Regions from separate parts of the Mus musculus genome. Here region 1 is linked to region 2. The links are chromatin contacts, called in public Hi-C maps. All regions are on one chromosome and are shown on one strand. Each heading gives the region's core, a stretch centred on a gene start, on an enhancer-like site or on the middle of the called end of the contact. The rest is flanking DNA. Distances are from core to core; before and after follow the strand shown. Region 1 has its middle 9.9 kb from the start of Gm23118. Region 2 has its middle 9.5 kb from the start of Gm39755.

Region 1 (2,700 bases), core at 21-2,520, 140 kb before region 2:
AATGAAGGAGGTGGCATCTCTGTTCCAGGGTCACTGTATATAATAGAATGCCAGACAGGGTCCTCCTACTTTTCAACTGAGGTCCAGAGTTAAAAGATTTAAAGTGTCCGTGCTATGGTTTGTATATGCTCAGCACAGGGAATGGCACTATTAGAAGATGTGTCCTTATTGGAGTAGGTGTGGCCTTGTTGGAGCAGGTATGTCACTGTGGGTGTGGGCTTTAAGACCCTCCTCCTAGCTTCCTGGAAGTTTGTATTCTCCTAGTTGCCATCAGATGAAGATGTAGAACCCTCAGCTCCTCTATTGTCATGCCTGCCTGGGTGCTGCCATGCTCCTGCCTTGATGATAATGGACTGAACCTCTGAACCTGTAAGCCAGTCCCAGTTAACTGTTGTCCTTTATAAGAGTTGCCTTGGTCATGGCGTCTGTTCACAGCAGTAAAACCCTAACTAAGACAGTCTGTCCCCATCTTCTCTGGACCATTGCCAAGGAAAGGCCTTGCTATCGGTTGTATATGAAATGACCAGCATGTTTCATGTGTTGAAAGACTAGAATGTCCAACCCAGAAGGCTGTTTGAGAAACTTTGAAACCTTTCAGGTATGAGGGCTTAGTTGGTGGGATCTGAAGGATGACTTTGAAAGTTATACCCAGTCTCCAGTCCCTTGCTCATTCTCCGTTCCTGTCCAGTACAAGCAGCGTCCTTCTCCACAAAAATCCCACCAATGCTGCATTCTGCGATAGCATGGACCCAGAGCCAATAGACAAGGACTTAGGGATGATAATACTTTGAAACCAGGAGCTAAAATCTTTCTTTTTAACTTACTCTTTCAGGTAGTTTGGTCATAACAAGAAAGCTGAGAGCTACATCAGTCAAAGGCTGAGACATGCAGGCAAAAACAGTGGTTCCCTCCCATAGTTCAGATTTCATCTCTTAATTGAGACAATGTCTTTCAAGAGAGACACGACTAAGGGAGAAATGGTTGTTGTCAGTATTGTGGGGAAAGCAGTGTTCATGTTGAAAAACTGACTGTCAGTTTGAAAGAGAGAGAAAGAGACAGAGACAGAGACAGAGACAGAGACAGAGACAGAGACGAGACAGAGACAGAGAGAGAGGCAGAGAGATGCTTTCCCTTTGTGGGAGCCAAGAAAGAAAGATCAGGCCACATCGGGAAGTCGGGGATAGCATTTGCGACTGGGCCACATTAGGACCTTCACTAGTTCAGCTAGTGTGACCGTCGGGAAGCAGGAGGTTGAGCAGAGAAGATGGTGTTTGGCAAAAGTAGCTGAGAGTCTGGTGGGCCGTGGGGAGTAGAGCTAGTTCACAGCCAGCTTGGAGCTGAGAACAGACAGAAGAACCTCAAACCTTAGCATCTGCCAGGCTTGGCAGTTTCTCGGTGCTGCTGGCAGCCTCCGCTGGAAATCTGTTTACCCCGAGAACGAAGCATCAGATAAGACTGGCGGTGGAAGACAGCCATGAGTATCAGTTTTAAACGCTGCAATTAGAGGGAGACACAGAGCTGATCCAGCGGAACTTGAGGCTGCTGAGGCACTGGGGAATCTGAGGTGGATATTTGGGTCTGGGGTAAAACCCGTTCAGTTTATACCGAATTTACTCCAGAAAAATGCCATCTGCAGTTAGAATTTTAGAGAGATGATTACTGGCTTAATATTGGGTCCTGAAACTAGAAATTTGCTTTCTTTGCTTTTTTTTTTTTTAAACCCAGTTTCCTCTTTATTTAAGTAACATGTAGTTTATGTAAAGAAACTTTTAAAGAGGCAAGTTATTTTTGTGGTTGTTTTCTGTTCAGGTGATTTAAACTAGGACTTTGCATGCTGTGTGTATTAGTTAGGGTTTTACTGCTGTGAACAGACACCAGGACCAAGGCAAGTCTTATAAAAAGCAACATTTAATTGGGGCTGGCTTACAGGTTCAGAGGTTCAGTCCATTATCATCAAGGTGGGAGCATGGCAGTATCCAGGCAGGCATGGTGCAGGAGGAGCTGAGAGTTCTATGTCTTCATCCAAATGCTGCTAGTAGAAGACTGACTTCCAGGCAACTAGGGTGAGGATCTTATACCCACACCCACAGTGACACACCCATTCCAACCAGGCCACACCTATTCTAACAAGGCCACACCTTCAGATGGTGCCACTCCCTGGTCCAATGATATACAAACCATCACACTGTGTAAGTACTCTGCTAATCAGCGTAACTCCAGTCGGTTAGTGGGCGGGGTTTGACTTTGAGCTTGCTCTGTGGCCCAGAAATGTCTTGAACTTGTAATCCTCCTGCCTCAGCCTCCCAAGCAGCTTTGCGGGCTTGCGTCGCCAGGTCCAGTCAAATGCATAAACCTTCTCATGTTTTTTCTTAGAAATATGTGTTTCCATGAGATGGGGGAGGGATGAATAAATGCATGCCACAACCTTCCAAAGCAGCATATGAGCTATTCAAACCCATGAGCCTCCCGCATAGCGGCAAAGGGGAGGGGGTATGGGATGCGGGGTTTGTGGAGAGGAAACCGGGAAAATAAACAAATAAAATGATTAATAATAAAATTAATTATAAAAAACAAATAAAATGATTAATAATAAAAATAAAATAAAATAAAATAAAAACCCCACATGAGCCTGTCGGGGGGAGGGGCATTTAACCCTCAAACCTGACAATATAAAAACCTAAGGTGTTGACTCTGACAGTT
Region 2 (2,700 bases), core at 74-2,573:
AGAGACAGAGAGTGAGCCAGGCATGGTGGTTCATGCCTGTAATTCCAGCACTTAGGAAGCTGGGGCAAAGGGATCATAAATTTGAGGCCAGAATGGATTACACAGGGAGACCATGCCTAGGGGTGAAGAGGAAAAGAACCTGAATCCAGGTAAACCATGACCTTCTAAAATAAGAAGCAGGGAAGAGCAGTTCAAAGACTGGACGGTCACCACCAGAATAATAGGAAAGGAGGGATGGTTAAAAAAATAATTGCTTTGGCAGTAAGAAATATTGTAAATCTCTCTCTCTCTCTCTCTCTTTCTCTCTCTCTGTGTGTGTGTGTGTGTGTGTGTGTGTGTGTGTGTGTGTGTTGTTTGGCTATTTATTTATTTGTTTTGGTAGTGAATATGGACAACCTTCATTTTTTTTCAATGTATAGTAGTCACATAATTATAATCTAGTTTGTTTTCTACTGCTGTGGTAAACACCATGAGCAACCTTGGAAGGAAAGGTTTTTTGACATACAAATTACAGCCAAGGCAGGAATGGGGGCAGGAGGAGCAGGCAGGAACTGAAGCAGAGATTGGGTAGCAAAACGGCTTAGTGGCTTGCTCAGTTGCTTTCTTACACAGCCCAGGAGCACCTGCCGAGGGACAGTAATGCCCATAGTAGTCTGGGCCTTCTCACATGAATCCTTAATCAAGATCATGTCCATGCACATGCCCACAGGTCAGTCTGATGGCGTCAGTTTCTCAACTGAGGCTCCCTCTTCCCAATGACTCCAGTTTGTATCAAGTTTGAAAGAAAGAAAAAAAGAAGAAGAACACAGTCACACTGCATATTGTGACAAAGCCCTTCCTTAAGCTGTCACCCTCACCAACTGAGATATTCAGATCACTGTCCTGTGACAGACTCAACTGTGAAGCCAGAGAGTAAACGGCCCACGCAGGCCCACTGCCCTGGTCTTCCTTGGGACCCTCCGTGGAAGGACGAAGTAAGGTTTCAGCCCAAAGAAAGCTTCTCAGCAGGGGAGTTTTAGGCATCGTTCCAAGAAGATCTGGAAAGCCCAGATAGTAAGCTGAGCAAAGAGGAGAAGACCAGGGCTGTCACAGGGCTCTGCTGGGAAAGAACAAAAGCTGTTTGTTTAAGGGGGGAAGAAATCAAAATAGCATTTACGGTTCCAGAAGAGGAAGCTCCAGTCACGGACACATCAGACTTGTCGAGGCTTAGCCTCGGAGGCTTAGACATTCTCCTAGGAAAGGCATGGCAAGAAACAGCCTGGGGTGCTCCCAGCCCCTGGCTCCTGTCTCTTCAGCCCATTCCTTCCTTTGTGTTTACAGACAGAGAGCTCAGGATCTGCAGATTAGAAGCAGTAATGAGGATGGTGTTTATGCAGGACCGTGTTACAGGCAGCTCGGAGCACTTGGCAGGCTGTCTTGCTGGCACTGCCTGACTTTTAGAGGAAGGGACTGTAGCTGGCAGGGGTCTCTATCTACACCAAGGAGCCCAGTGGCACCTATCTACGCCTGTGCTGACACACTGCGCACACCTCGTCAACGTCGTGACTTTAACTACTTTGCCCTCTAGATCTCTCCCCTTCTTCTCTTCCTTCCTTTCCCTTCATTCCTGTTACGAGGTCTCCTATGTGACCCAGGCTGGTCTCATGATCTTCCTCCCTAGTCCCTCCTATCTAAAATGCAGGGAGTAACAGGTATGTCCCATCACTTCTGGACTACTTTTTGGAAATCCAGCTTTTCTATCTCAATCCAGATGACCTGTGTCTAATTTGTTTTCTAGTGCTGTGATAGACACCATGACCAGAACCTATGGAGGAAGGGGTTTGTTTCGTCTTATAACTTACAGCTTGACAAGAAGGTAAGTCCTGGCAAGAATTCAAGGCAGGAAGCTGGAGGCAAGAACTAAAGCAGAGGCTATGGAGGGATGCTGCTTACTGGCTTGCTCCCCATCGCTTGTTCATCCTACTTTCTTATATACTCATGACCACCTGCCTAGGGCTGGTCTGGGCCTCTCCACATCCATCATTAGACAAGAAAATGCCCCACAGACTTGTCCATAGGCATTGATAAAGACATTGTCTCAGTTGGGGTTCCCTCTTCCCTGATGATTCTAGGTTGTATCAAGATGACAAAAAGCTAAACAGGACAAATCCAAACATAAAGAAGTCCCTGGAGTAATTAAAAATGAAATTCCATGTCTGCATCCACGCTGCGTTGATGTCGATGGCCCACATTACCACTGAAGGCCATGTGGGTGCCATGGTCTGTGCTGTAGTCTGAACCCATGTCGGTGTGAGCGGCCTTCACTGCCACCTGAGGTGTGAGCGGCCTTCACTGCCACCTGAGGCCATGTTGGTATCCTTGGTCTGTACTGCTGCTGAGGGCTGTGATGGTGTCCATGGTGTGTGCAGTAGCAGAGGGCCAGGCTGATGTCCATGGTCTGTACTGCTGCATTAGGTCAGCAGCTAGGGACTGCCCCAGACCCTCTGGGTCCCTGTGTCTGCGTGGAACGGGTCTCTAGTCGCAGGTGGGCAAAGCGTGGATGAGACAGACAGATGCATACAGGGGAGGTTGTGTGTATTTGTCAGGTCAAGCATCAAACTTTTTATAGTACAGAGAATACAAGGGGTTGGAAGTCACATCAGGCAAGGTACATTGAAGTTACCAGGTACAAAACAAAGGAATGACTTCAAAAGGAATTAC

What was found. Hi-C and Micro-C count contacts between places; a contact is called where the count stands out from the background.
Region 1: a contact with region 2 is called in a Hi-C map of cortical neurons, with 2.9 times the contacts expected there. The contact joins two enhancer-like sites. A contact is called at or near these places in 5 of 484 Hi-C or Micro-C datasets (cortical neurons, forebrain, nephron progenitors and 1 more) and 1 of 115 datasets of contacts at active chromatin or transcription factors (embryonic stem cells).

The regions. Positions count from the first base shown.
Region 1 is chr2:5,248,896-5,251,595 of GRCm38.p6, reverse strand. No RefSeq gene overlaps it. Among named protein-coding and RNA genes, the nearest start is that of Gm23118, 9.9 kb to the left of the region's middle. Within about 2 kb of position 1,270, at least 21 of the 459 cell types and tissues checked have an H3K27ac peak or open chromatin away from gene starts, as enhancers often do. A contact at or near this core is called in cortical neurons, where this site is marked.
Region 2 is chr2:5,111,559-5,114,258 of GRCm38.p6, reverse strand. No RefSeq gene overlaps it. Among named protein-coding and RNA genes, the nearest start is that of Gm39755, 9.5 kb to the right of the region's middle. Within about 2 kb of position 1,323, at least 47 of the 459 cell types and tissues checked have an H3K27ac peak or open chromatin away from gene starts, as enhancers often do. A contact at or near this core is called in cortical neurons, where this site is marked.